Regions from separate parts of the Gossypium hirsutum genome. Here region 2 is linked to region 1. A link is a contact called in public Hi-C data. All regions are on one chromosome and are shown on one strand. The core of a region is the stretch at or near the end of the contact, and the rest is flanking DNA. Distances in the headings are between cores, read along the strand shown. Region 1 holds the start of LOC107909848 (teosinte glume architecture 1-like). Region 2 has its middle 25 kb from the start of LOC107908276.

The links. Hi-C and Micro-C count contacts between places; a contact is called where the count stands out from the background.
Region 2: a Hi-C map of petal shows a contact between it and region 1, with 4 times the contacts expected there. The contact joins the enhancer-like site here to the promoter of LOC107909848 in region 1. A contact is called at or near these places in 4 of 34 Hi-C or Micro-C datasets (anther, leaf, petal and 1 more).

The regions. Positions count from the first base shown.
Region 1 is chrD02:55,760,642-55,766,930 of Gossypium_hirsutum_v2.1, reverse strand. LOC107909848 (teosinte glume architecture 1-like) reads right to left here and starts at 4,190. Exons shown (of 3, transcript NM_001327023.1): 1 at 3,953-4,190; 2 at 3,377-3,513; 3 at 2,682-3,305. The coding sequence starts at 4,164. The coding sequence ends at 2,725. LOC107908275 reads right to left here and starts at 1,258. Exons shown (of 1, transcript XM_016835502.2): 1 at 649-1,258. The coding sequence starts at 1,170. The coding sequence ends at 826.
Region 2 is chrD02:55,831,571-55,837,636 of Gossypium_hirsutum_v2.1, reverse strand. No RefSeq gene overlaps it. Among protein-coding and RNA genes, the nearest start is that of LOC107908276, 25 kb to the right of the region's middle. Within about 2 kb of position 2,221, at least 4 of the 9 cell types and tissues checked have an H3K27ac peak or open chromatin away from gene starts, as enhancers often do.

The DNA.
Region 1 (6,289 bases), core at 2,941-5,440:
TTTTAACACAATAATTTTATCTAAATTCTCATTTGGTTTTTTAGATTAACTCTTTATATATATATATATATATACCTTATATTTTTCTTTCATCTCCAAATTTATAAGCTTTACAAATTTTCCACTTTTTTATATGATAATTTCTTGTCTTTGCTTAGTTTTGAATGTTGAGCAAAGAAATTTGTTTTGCTTTCTATGGCTTAGAAAAGATATTAGCTTGTTTAGAAAAAATTAAATTCAATATACCCAAGATACAAAAGTCGAAATAAATCATTCAAGTTAGGAAATGAGTTAAAAGGCAAAAACAATTGTAATATATAAGATTATAGCACCTCCAAAAAATTGATATAAAAATCAATTTGAGTTTGCAATGAATTAAGTAAAAAAAGAATTATAGCAAGAAGATGTTCGTTGAGATTGCAAATTTTAAGTTAGACAATTTAATTTTATATTTGGTTCTCGAAACTAATTCCAGATCCATCACTTATTAAACCCTATTCTAAAGGTGTCTTTGATAAAATATAAAATATCGTGAGTAGAATAAGAAAAATGAAAGGAGATCTGTTATATGTAGTACTTGGGTACTAATTAATTAAGTTAAAACTATGTATATGTAGAAACTAGTACACTAGTATAAAATTCAGGATGTATCAAAACTCAAAAGATCACACATATCAATAGGATACTAGTTTTTATGGGGCAATACATAACACTAATACTAATGCATATAAAAAAGTATATATAGCTTGTATAAATTACCCAAACTCTGCTTTAGCAAGGATTCCATTTCTCTACACAACTTGCTGGTACTTTATACCAGTGGAATCAATCAACTCTGTCAAGCTTAAAGCGTTCTCGAACGATTGAAATAAAGCTAGTGGCCTTGAAATCCACATTTTCATCGCCAACACCCCATCTCTCATTTGCATACATATTCTGGTCGTAAAAACTGGGTGGCCTGATCAACCTCGCATAGGATACCTTCAGCATTGAGGATGGAACACTCATTTGCTCATGGGAATCAGTTGGTTGGTTGGAGTTAGCATAGGAATAGGGAACCACCTTGCTGCATTGCTGATGAGCAGTGGTGGCTCGTGGCTTGGTCACTCGAGACAATGACTTGGCTAACTTGCCTTTGAAAAAAAAACCCTTCCTCTTAGAGGACTCCATATTGGGTTTTCTAAGAATAAGTGAACTCTTTTAGTTGAAGTTGAGAAGAGATGGTTTGGTTTGGTTTGGTTTGGTTTGGTAGCTCATAAAGATGGCTAAGCTCTCACATATATTTATATATATAAAGAGAGAGAGAGAGAGAGACAGAAAGCAATGTGCCTAATCTAATGCATATCCTAATGGCATATCTAACACTGGCCAACAATTGGGAATCTAGAAGAATACTACTAGATTAATGGAACTAACTTTAGAAGAGTTCTATTTCAATGTGTGAAGTGATGAAAAAGTGGGTTATGATTTTAAGGGGTTTTTTTTTTGTTACTTAAACATGGTTTTAATGGATGTCTTTTTTCGTAGGAATTTACTAAAGCCTGATTGGTATTGATTTATTTGATAGCTGTTTAAACTTTTGACCGACGACTTTGTTTATTTTCACTATCAGAATCAGTTTAAACGTACCACAACTTAGTCAAGGTCTGTGGTATACCTAAAAGCAGAATTTTCTTTAAAATATAAGCCAAATTTACACCTCTACCAAATCTTAACTTTAAATTTTTTTTATGGAAATTAATTGCTAACCCCATTTAGGCATTCTACCTAACCCAAAGAATTTGATCCACTATCGCTTTCATCTACTAAAATATTATCTGTTAAAAATATTGCATTAACTTGATTAAATCCATATTTTTTATTCTTAATGACTTTATATTTGAGGTATTTCGTGTTAAGCCACGGTTCTTTTTTTTTTTTTTGGGTTCTTTTAAGGAAGAAAAGAAAAACAAAATCCATGTCTGCCACAAGCGATTGTCTGAATCCGCGGACCCGTGAGGTCTGAATTTTTGTTATTATTAATTTGCTGTCGTGTTGTGTCTGTGATGTTTTGTTGTTTGTATGACACTAACTCAGTTCTCATCTGCCTTCACTGGAAAATACTGGAAGAAAGGTGAAGAAGGGAATAGATGAACTTGAATTAAAATAAGGCATTTTATGGACTTTAAACCATTACATCTTTATCCATTTTTTAACTTTGGTTCATTTAAAAAATTCACTTTAAGATGTTATAGGATAAATGCAATAGTTACTTTATACCTTTCTTACCTTCATTCAGATACAGACAAATATATTGAACACTAACACAGTAATCGTGTAGACCCAGAAATTTTATCATATGACTATCTGACCCGAATCCAAAAAACCAATCCGATCTACTCGAATTCAAACCCCAATTTGAACCAATCGAATTCCATCATCATCAAAAGACATCTCTTTCAAATACCCTGATTGCAGCGAAAGACATACTTCATATGCAATCACTTTCAAGTTTGAGATCTGGTGTTTGAAACCTTGAGACAATGTTAAATTAACTTGGGCAGCTTGTAATGAGAACTGTGTCATTTGCCTGCATTAAATAATAATTTGAAGGTACATGGAAATGGCTCATAAACAAGTCCATATCAAAAGGTTCATACATCCTTGGGAACTTACTAAAACAAGTGCTACATAATTAAAGGAAAAACGTTATGATTTGAACATATAGTTGGAAATGGCATATATTTACTCCCATGAGAAGGTGAGTCTATGGTGAGTACCACTTGCAGATGATCCGGGATGTCCGATTCGAAACACTCCATTTCCATGGAGATCAGTATTGGCACTTTGATCAGTGGCCAAAATGGTTCCTACTTGCTCCCCCTCCATTCCTAGACCTTTATATTGCAAGTTTGGGATCAAGGATGAGGTTGAGCCAGACTGCATCATAGGGCTCAAACTAATCTCCCGAGTCTCAGCCGGTTGTGATGACAGAAGAGAGAGAGCACGATTAGACTCGACGGTTCGATTTAACCCATTCAACAACATTTTCTGGCTGATGCCACCATTGCTTGATGAAGGATTAGCATTGACAAGCGGTTGACAAACAGAAACTCCTGGGTGTGATGAATTAGCACTTTGTAAGAATGAGAACTGCCTTTCTCCTTTGTAGTTGAGAGATGAGGCTCCAACGAACGAGCTATTTCGGCTGCTGAAGTTTAACGATGAACTTATATCGGTTTTGACTTTCACCGCCCCAGTCGAAGAATCGGTCATGGATGTAGTGGAAAATATTTGGGGGCTGCTGAATAGTAAATATCTACTCCCTGCGTTAAGAGTCTAATTCTTATCAAAATACATCACAAATAAGCCATTGCATGGGAATATGAAGGCATACCTGGGGGATTTGAAAGTAAGCTTCCAGAATTTACAGTCAAAGCATTAGGTTGAGGCTTTCTCCGCCGTCTGTTGTGTCCATCTAGACGCTTCCGGCAGCTTCGTTTCCCTTCGTCAAACTCCACTAACGAATGAAACCTAATAACATTGCATTCACCAGAAACAAACTCTTACCATTTATGAAACAAAATAAGCTAAGAATGAAAGCATGTGATAGAATCTTGCTAAGGAGCAAATCACATTAGAACATTTATCGATGCCATTAACTTTCATGATGCATCACAAGAGAATTTCTCACTTGATAGAATTAATTTCCATCATGAAAAAGGAGAGTTTTAGCGGAGACTAAACAGCTTTATCGATTCTAATCTCAAGATAAACAAATCATACTCATAAACCTTAAAACACAAAGGAAATACCCAAATTCGGAGTAATAACGCATTGCTAAGCAAGAATCGATCCATATAGGGAAAAAAAATCAGCAGATGAGGAGGCAATGGAAAGAAGTAAAATGATTGAGGAAAGCAAAATCTATTAAACTCCATGTTCAATCTGCATAAAGCGATTCAATTGTTACCTGCTGCACTGCTGACAAAATCGTTGTTCTTGACCCCTAATTGAGACTTTTGGGGTTTTAGAGTGGACTTCGCATACTTTATGGCGTCGATGGTAGTCCCTGCATTTGCTGAGGTCCGCAGTGCAACCATCAACCAAGCATGAAGGTACTTGGTTACCGGAACCAGGCGGCCGAGCCCTTTTAAACGAAGCAGATGACGGTGCTGATTCCATCAATGGCACCCTTCACGGTACCAATACTCTCAAATCCAACAATGGCTGGCGATTCCTAATTCACCTGCTGAGTTACAATGGACTTTAAACACCTCAATATCGCTGCAAACATTACAATGTATTCTTATTTCTTGTTCTTCAGTCCCATCACCTTAATCAAACTATAACGTAAATTCAAGCCCCTCTTAAAAACGTTCCTTAGAAACAAATAATGGGAATTAAACCAAATCTAGAAAAATGTTAAATTTCTACTTCGGAGAGTTGGGTTTTATTAAAATATATTGGGACTACAAAGTTTGTTTCCTTTTTTGGGTCATTTCAAGATGAAGAACAAGAGGAAGGGGATGATTGGTTGGGTTGGGTTGGAAACTCATAAAAATGATCCATCCATCCGCCTACTATAAGTGACTCATCATATATGACCAAATTAAAGAGTCGTTGACAATTAATACTTACTACTTAATAAGTTTAAATGGGAGAAATGAAATTTTGAATTATAACTTGAAAAAAAATTGAATGGGAATGATGGTGCAAAGTTGTAAATGTGTCAAAAGAGTCATGAACATACTTGCTATTACAATGGGAGAAGTATAAAAAGAAGTCTAATGTTGACTCTTCCATTGTCCTGTTCAGCCATGTTATTATGATTCATATAAGAGCAAAACATGACTATATTTAAAAATTTCAAGATGTTTAGCTATTTGAATGATCTTAATGACTCTCATTATCTACGTTTGTTGTTTTATAAATATATGAATATTAAAAAGAAACTTTAAAACATCATACATTTGTCAAGGAAAAGAGTGTGAAAGGAAAGGAAGGCGGTCTTAATGGTAATAGGCCCCCCAACTTTTATGATATTTAAAGTTAAATTTATAGTTTTTTTTTATAATTTTAATAGGTAACAAGGCTTTTGGGAATTGAATTTAAAAATAGGACATTGGAAATGTTGTAAACAGTGTGACATCAATGGAGTCGGCACTCGCATCCCAACCACAAGTAGCATGGAAGATATTTTTGGAAAACAAAGAAAGGCCTTTGCCACAATGTGTTTTTCTTTTTCCTTTTTATATTGAAACAAAACTCTTAAAACTTTTTAAAATCCCAATTGGGCTTAAATAATAATTCATTGGAAATGTTGAACTTGTATTGAACCCCAAAAAGAACATGTTAGTAGTTGTTTTTTTGTTCTTAGGTTAAGTGGGTATTTCCCAAAGTAGAGACTTTTTCACTTTATAAACTTGGAGCAAAGGTTGGTGAATATACTAAACCCCGTTGATTTACTAAAAAAGAGGGGCACAGCCCATATGGGTCTTTTTCAACCGTGACATATAGTTATCATTGCAACGACCAGAAGAAACCACTTTAGTTTACTATTAAATACATTTATTTAATTTTTATAAAATTGATATATACGGTTTAAAAAATATAATAAAATATTTTTTATATCACGTCTATTTTTATTTATATTTTTTAAAATTGTTTAAGGTTGAACCCACGTAAATCTCAAACAGTAACAAATGTAAATTTTATTAAAATAAATTTAGTAGATAAGTAATAAAGAGACCTAAACTTTCTCCCCTAAAACAACCCTACGATTTTTATAAACATAAAGTATAGAGTTACATCTAATTTCTTAAAAAGAATGAAGCACTTTGAATTAGTATTTTGCTTACCATATATAAAGAGGTAAGTAAAAGGGTGAAGGGGTACCTGAGAGAAATCTAACAGAAGCTGGGCACGTTCTGCAATGATAGTTTCAGATAAGCTGTGAAAAAGGAGAAAAAAAAGTTGGAACGGGAAGAAGTGTGAAGTGAAAAAAAAACTACTTTTGAGCACAAGAATAAATAGCCATTTAAGAAAGGGATTGTGAGCTTCTTAATCTATGAAAGCTAAGCTAGGGTTAATAATTTATTCAACAATGGAGATTAAGAGAGAGAAGTGAAAGTGGCAAAGGAGATGAGCATGTAAGGTTTCCAGCTTACTTTATAGGTGTAGAGAGCTTTGAAAGTTAGAAACAAGTTGCATAATAAAATGAAACTCAAAAATAATGGTTGCTGGAAAGAAAAAAAGAAACGAGTGGCAAGGAAAGTGACAGGGTGTTCTAATTGCTTTTTAAGTATCA
Region 2 (6,066 bases), core at 972-3,471, 73 kb before region 1:
AATTTTTAGTATATTATGCTTATTTTATACTTTTTGATATATCAAAACGGGAGAAAGATATAAGAAACTTAAGATGCATTTATTTAGTAGAGAGGTATATATGCATGTAGTAAGGGGACAATTACTAAAATTGCATATGCTCACATTCCACATATTTTTCTGATATTGCATATGCTCGATTATTGAATTCTTAAGTGTATATATATGTAGTAAAGGGGACAATTACTAAAATTGCATATGCTCGTATTGCTCCTATTATTCTAATGCTTAGTATGCAATTGTTGATTATTGAAATCTTTCTTCTATATTAACTGGTATCAATGAGCTTATTAACATCATGCTTGGATTATATCTGTGTATCCTTGTGCATGTTTATCAAATGATATTATGTTGAAGTTCATATGTGCATATATGACATACGTTATGAAATTCATTCATGCTTCTTGCATTGTTAAGCAAGATTAATTTAGTCTTCAAATTTGTTTAGGGATTGTCCGAGCTTCATGACTTGAATATGTGTAAATGATTTAGGAGTAGTTTTTCAAAGCAACTCTTTCTTAAATTTTTGTTGTATAAAAAAAGAAAGGTTATTAGTTTTGATTTATAAAGCTTATGATATAACAACATTTAAGAACAATTTTCTATTTCATCTAATGCGTCGAGGGTCTCAGTTTCTTATTAAGTCAGGTGGAGGCTAAGGGTGCTTTGCATGGCATATCTATTTGTTGACGTAGTCCCTCGGTTTATCACCTCTTCTTTGTGGATGATAGTTTTATCTTCTTCTGTGCGACGGCTTCAAAGTGCCAAACTATAAAAGATATCTTACGGGCTTATGAGTTTGCCTCGGGTCAAGCTGTTAATTATCAGAAGTCGAGGGTTATGTTCAGTTTGAACACAAAACTTTCGGATAAGCAAGCAGCTTGGTTGATTCTTGGGGTAACGGCTCCCGTGGATCATGGTTGGCATCTGGGGCTGCCGTCTTTAGTAGGGTGAAATAAGAAGGTTGTGTTCTCTTTTATCCATGAGCGTCTTAGTAAAAGACTTTACAGCTGAAAGAATAAATTATTGTCTCGACCGGGCAAGGATGTGGTTCTTAAAACAGTAGCTCAAGCACTGTTGGTGTACTGTATGAGTGTCTTTTTACTGTCATTGGGGACTTGTGAGGAGTTGCAGCGCATGATGAATTCGTTTTGGTGGGGATTGAGCGGTGCTAATAATAAAGGTATTAGTTGGGTCTCTTGGGACCGACTTTGTGACCCAAAGAAACTTTGGGGGGAGGGGTGGCGGGGGGCTCGATTTTCGACATCTTCACTGTTTCAACCTGATAATGCTTTGCCAGCAGGGATGGAGGTTTCTCTCTAACCACGATTCTCTTCCTACTAGAGTTTTCAAAGCTAGATATTTCCCTTCGTGTGGCTTTCTTGAGTCCAATGAAGGTGCTAATCCCTCATTAATTTGGAGGAGTATTTTCTCTACTAAGGCATTGCTTAAAAAGGGGTGCTCGGTGGCGTTTTGGCAATGGTACTGACATTTGTGTTTTTGTCGATCCTTATGATCTGGCGGTTGATGATTCTTTTTTTGTTCAGCTGGACCCTCTTGATGGCTTAGAGGATATGCGTGTTAACGAGTTACTTACTGGTGATGGCTTGGCATGGGATAAAGCTTTTATTGATGGCATTCTAGCGCCAAGTGATGTGTCCCAAATTCCCAAGATCGCAGTAACGTGGCAAAAGCCGATTGATTGTCTACTCCAGTTACTAGCGAGCAGTATCACCTTTTACACCTATTCTCACTCATGCGGTTGATGGCCCTTGGGATCGGCTATGGAAGCTTTCTTTGCCTCCAAATGTTAAGCTGTTTACTTGGAAATGCTTGAAGGGTTTCGTCCCGTCTAAAAGCCGGCCACTTGAGAGAGGGTGTAATATGGATCTGGGGTATGTTCGGTGTGGTACGCTTGAGAGCCTTAAACGTGCGTATGTGGTGCCCAAAGGCTGTTGAGGTATGAAAGTTAGTTGGTTTCGGTATGTCTTTCAGTACTGTTCAGGACTTTATTGATAACCTGTTTGAATTGTTGGACACTGATCGTAGGGATCACGGTTTGCTAGTTACATGGTCCTTATGGTTCCACAGGAATATACGTTGCTGGAAGGCGATTGATGTGGGGGCTCCTGCGATTGTGGCGTTTGTTGTGCAATTCCTGCTGGACAGGAAGGACGCCCAAGCCACTTTTATGCAAGTTCAGCAGCCTCCTGCTGTTAACTGTTTGCGACAGTCTGCTTGGGTGAAGCCGACTCAGCCATGGGTCAAATGTAAAGTCGATGGCTGGTTATTTCCGGGTATGGAATTTTTTTGGCTTTGGGATAATTTTGCGTGATCATAACAGGATGTTTCTGAAGGGCATCTCTAGTTTTTTTACTACTACATAGGAACCACATTTGGATGAAGTCGTTGCCATATGGGAAGCTCTTTCCTGGCTTCGTTCTATGGGCATTGATCACGAGGTGGTCGAATCCGATTGCAAAGAAGCTATAATAGCTCTAAACACGCCTGCTGAGCACAACTCCGAATTTGGTGCTATGATACGCGACTACTTACGGATAAAAGCTAAATTCCAAGGTATTGTCTTGTGTTGGGTCCGACAGTGCAAATAAAGGAACTCACTCCCTCGCTCGAGCGACTTTATTTTCTTAATCTATTGCTTTTTGGGATAGTCATCCTTCAACTATTTGTTTCGTGATAGATCTGGATATCTCTAATGAGGGTGTTTAGGTTCACGTGTATTGGAGGAGCCTATTGGCTTGGTTTAGTTGCCTCGGAGTTCTTTGGAGTTTTCTATTTCCCTCATTTTATTTTATTAATGAAGTCTTAATTTTATTTAAAAAACTAATTTTCTATTTTATTCCTGAAATAATTTATATTAGAAAATAAATGAAATATTTTAGAAAATGTTTTCAAGCAAGGACATTGATTTCAATAATATCTTATGTCCTTCAACAACTCAAATTCCTTTAAAGTGTTTTGGAGTTTATTTTAGGTATTTTAGTATAGTAAATATCGATACCCCACAGTTAGTATCCATACATTGGGTAGTCAAATACCTATCCTTGAGGTATCAATATATCAATATTTGACCTAAGAGTATCAATATTTGGCTTCATTATATTAATACCCTCTTTATATGTATTGGTACAATAGGTTACAAGGTAACTTTAGTGCTCGAATTAATTACTCCTGGCTAATTTTACCTTACAATTGCCCCAAAAGGATAGAAATAAAAAAGATGCCACAGAGTCATTGTCGGAGCCAGGATATTAATCTTGTGGGGCCAAGTTAAAATTAAAAGTGCTATATAACAGTCGATTTAAACATATAAATAATCGATTCAAAAGAAGCAATATTCCAACATAACAATCGATTTAAACATAAAAAAAAATATATTCAAAAGAAGCAGTATTCCAACAATTAAGACAAAATAACTATCATTTTACTCGGTTAACTATTTTTTATTTTGTTTTCACAAGAATGCTCACTGCTTCACAAGCTACCATTTGAAATTATTTTAAACAGAGTGACCAAGGTTTTCTTTCTCCCCTTCACTTTGGCCGAAACTTACTATAACATTATCTAACTATTTTTGTTTCATTTTTACACTTCTAACAAGTTAGAAATCGTCTCCTAATCATTTTCCATCCAAAAACATACACATTTCACTTAATTTTATAAGCTCCCAAGTTCTATCAATATCTTTTAATGGCAACTTTTAATATACTTGATAAAACAAAAAACTATTGGTACATATATGTAAAATAAGTTTCAAATATTCAAAATTTATGAAAAGTTTGAAGAAGAACATACCTTATACTATAAATTTGGAGGAAAAATGATAAAGAAATTCTTTTTTCTTCTTTTCTTGCTAAGCACCAATATGAAGAAGAAAGATGTAAAAGTCTCTTCATCTTTTCTTTTCTTTTTATATATATTATTATATTACTTATAAAATATTACTATGTTAAGTAAACTATTAAATAAACATCATTTTATTATTATTTAACAAAAATATTATTCAAAAGTCATCATAGGTAATTTAGCTTCTTCAAGAAGATTCTCTTTGTTTTTATCAAGAATAATTTTTTTTTAATATTAGTTTTAATCCTATAAAAATATTGGAGGGGTCTACTTATATTTTTAGGAGGGCTATAATATATATACAAAGGGAAAAATTGTAAAAATCTTAAACCTTAAGGAGCCTACTTATATTTTTGGGAGGGTCATAATTTAAATTTACAAAAAAAAAAACTAAATTGAAAAAAATTTAAACTTGAGGGGGCCATGGCCCCCCGGGGCCTCAACGTGGCTCCGCCACTGCAGAGAGTTCAAGAGCTCTCCAATGAAGATAAGAGAACAAATTTCAAAAATCATGAGCTCATAACTCAAAATTCTTTCTTTTATTCTTCTCATAGTCATAACTTATACTACGAATCCTTTATATAATAACATTTAATTATAAAAGCCAATTTTTTTTTTGTAAAATCCATTTTTATATTTTATTTTTACCTTATATTATAGATTTTCATCTATGACGATAACAACTATAAAGTATTAAATTCAATCTTTATTAAATTACTTTTCTATAACAACCATAATATTTTATTAAATGAAAATAATATTTAACAAATAAAATTACATTTGTAAATTTTATTAAAGATATAATATAAATCTCACTAATTATTAATAATATTAATTTCTAATTTCTAATTTTCAAATTAAAAAATTAAATATGATTTAAACCTCAAATGTTGTTATTAGTGTATAATAACTACCTCTCTATAACATCTAAAATTTTGACAGACAAATAGGGCTATTATAGAGAGTGTTGATTGTACCTAAACTCTTATTGAGTTTAGTTTCATTTCTTTATTCAAGTGTTTATTTTAATTTGTTAGAGCTTACACTTTGTAAACACTTACCTAGGTTTCTTTGTTTACACAATTTCATCAACTTGTAAATTGGGAGGATTTCTAGTTTAACATTGAAAAGTTAGAGAGGTTTTAGTTTATCCTTGAGCATTAGAGGAGAATGTTTTATCTTAACCTTAGTAAAAGATAAGGAGTTGCAAAGATTATACATTAGCCTTAAAATTCTTTATTAATTGGGGTTTACGTAGTGGAGATAAAAAATTAATATTGGATCACTATAGACCATTATATGGATTTATTTTAGCATTTCTAGCCTTCATTTGCTAAACTTTTAAATATCAATTCATTTGATGTTTTTCAAGCCTAACATAAACCTTTGGAGATTTAAAGGAGAAATCAATGTTTTAGTCACCTTGATGAAGCTAATAAGACTAGATCTTTGAGTTTTTTACAATGGAAGCTTTCCTTGTCTCTGAATAGGTCTTGAAACTCCTTAGCAAGAGAGGTTTACTTGGTAGCTAAGTTCTTGTCTAAAGGTCTTGTAACACACAATTACTATTATTGACCCGTAATTTGGGAAAGGTAGGATTAAATTGAAAAGATTAGTAAATTGTCGAACCCTGTCGAGACATTAAAAATTTTATGGCTGAATTGTGATTAGTTGGATTCCAATTCTAGTTTAGTTAGATTAAAATTGACTGGTTCCGTAGTGGGAGACAACATGATTAAGAATGGATGGTTGGGAAGGCCATTGAGGATCATGCCTAAGGAGTATATATAAGTGTGAGTGGAGATAGAATTTTATCAATTTTGTTTATGACTTTTTTCCTCTCCATAGCATCATTTTCTTCAGTCGTTCTGAAGAAAAAGGGGATGCAGTTGAAGGAAGCTCTGCACGTCGTTCAGTCGCATGAATTGAAGTCTAGTAGTAGAGAAATTGAAGAACTACTATCAGGACAAAGGAGACTCTGGCAATTGGACAAGCTAAGTTGACAAGGATAAGGAAACGAGGTGAGTTCCTACACTTTGCCTTCTGGCTAATAAATGTTGTTGTGTGAATTTGCCAGCTATTTATTGATCATTTAATAATAGATAGCAGTTGAATGGTCATCTAGCATGACGTATGCATAGAGATAATTTGTATGGTATG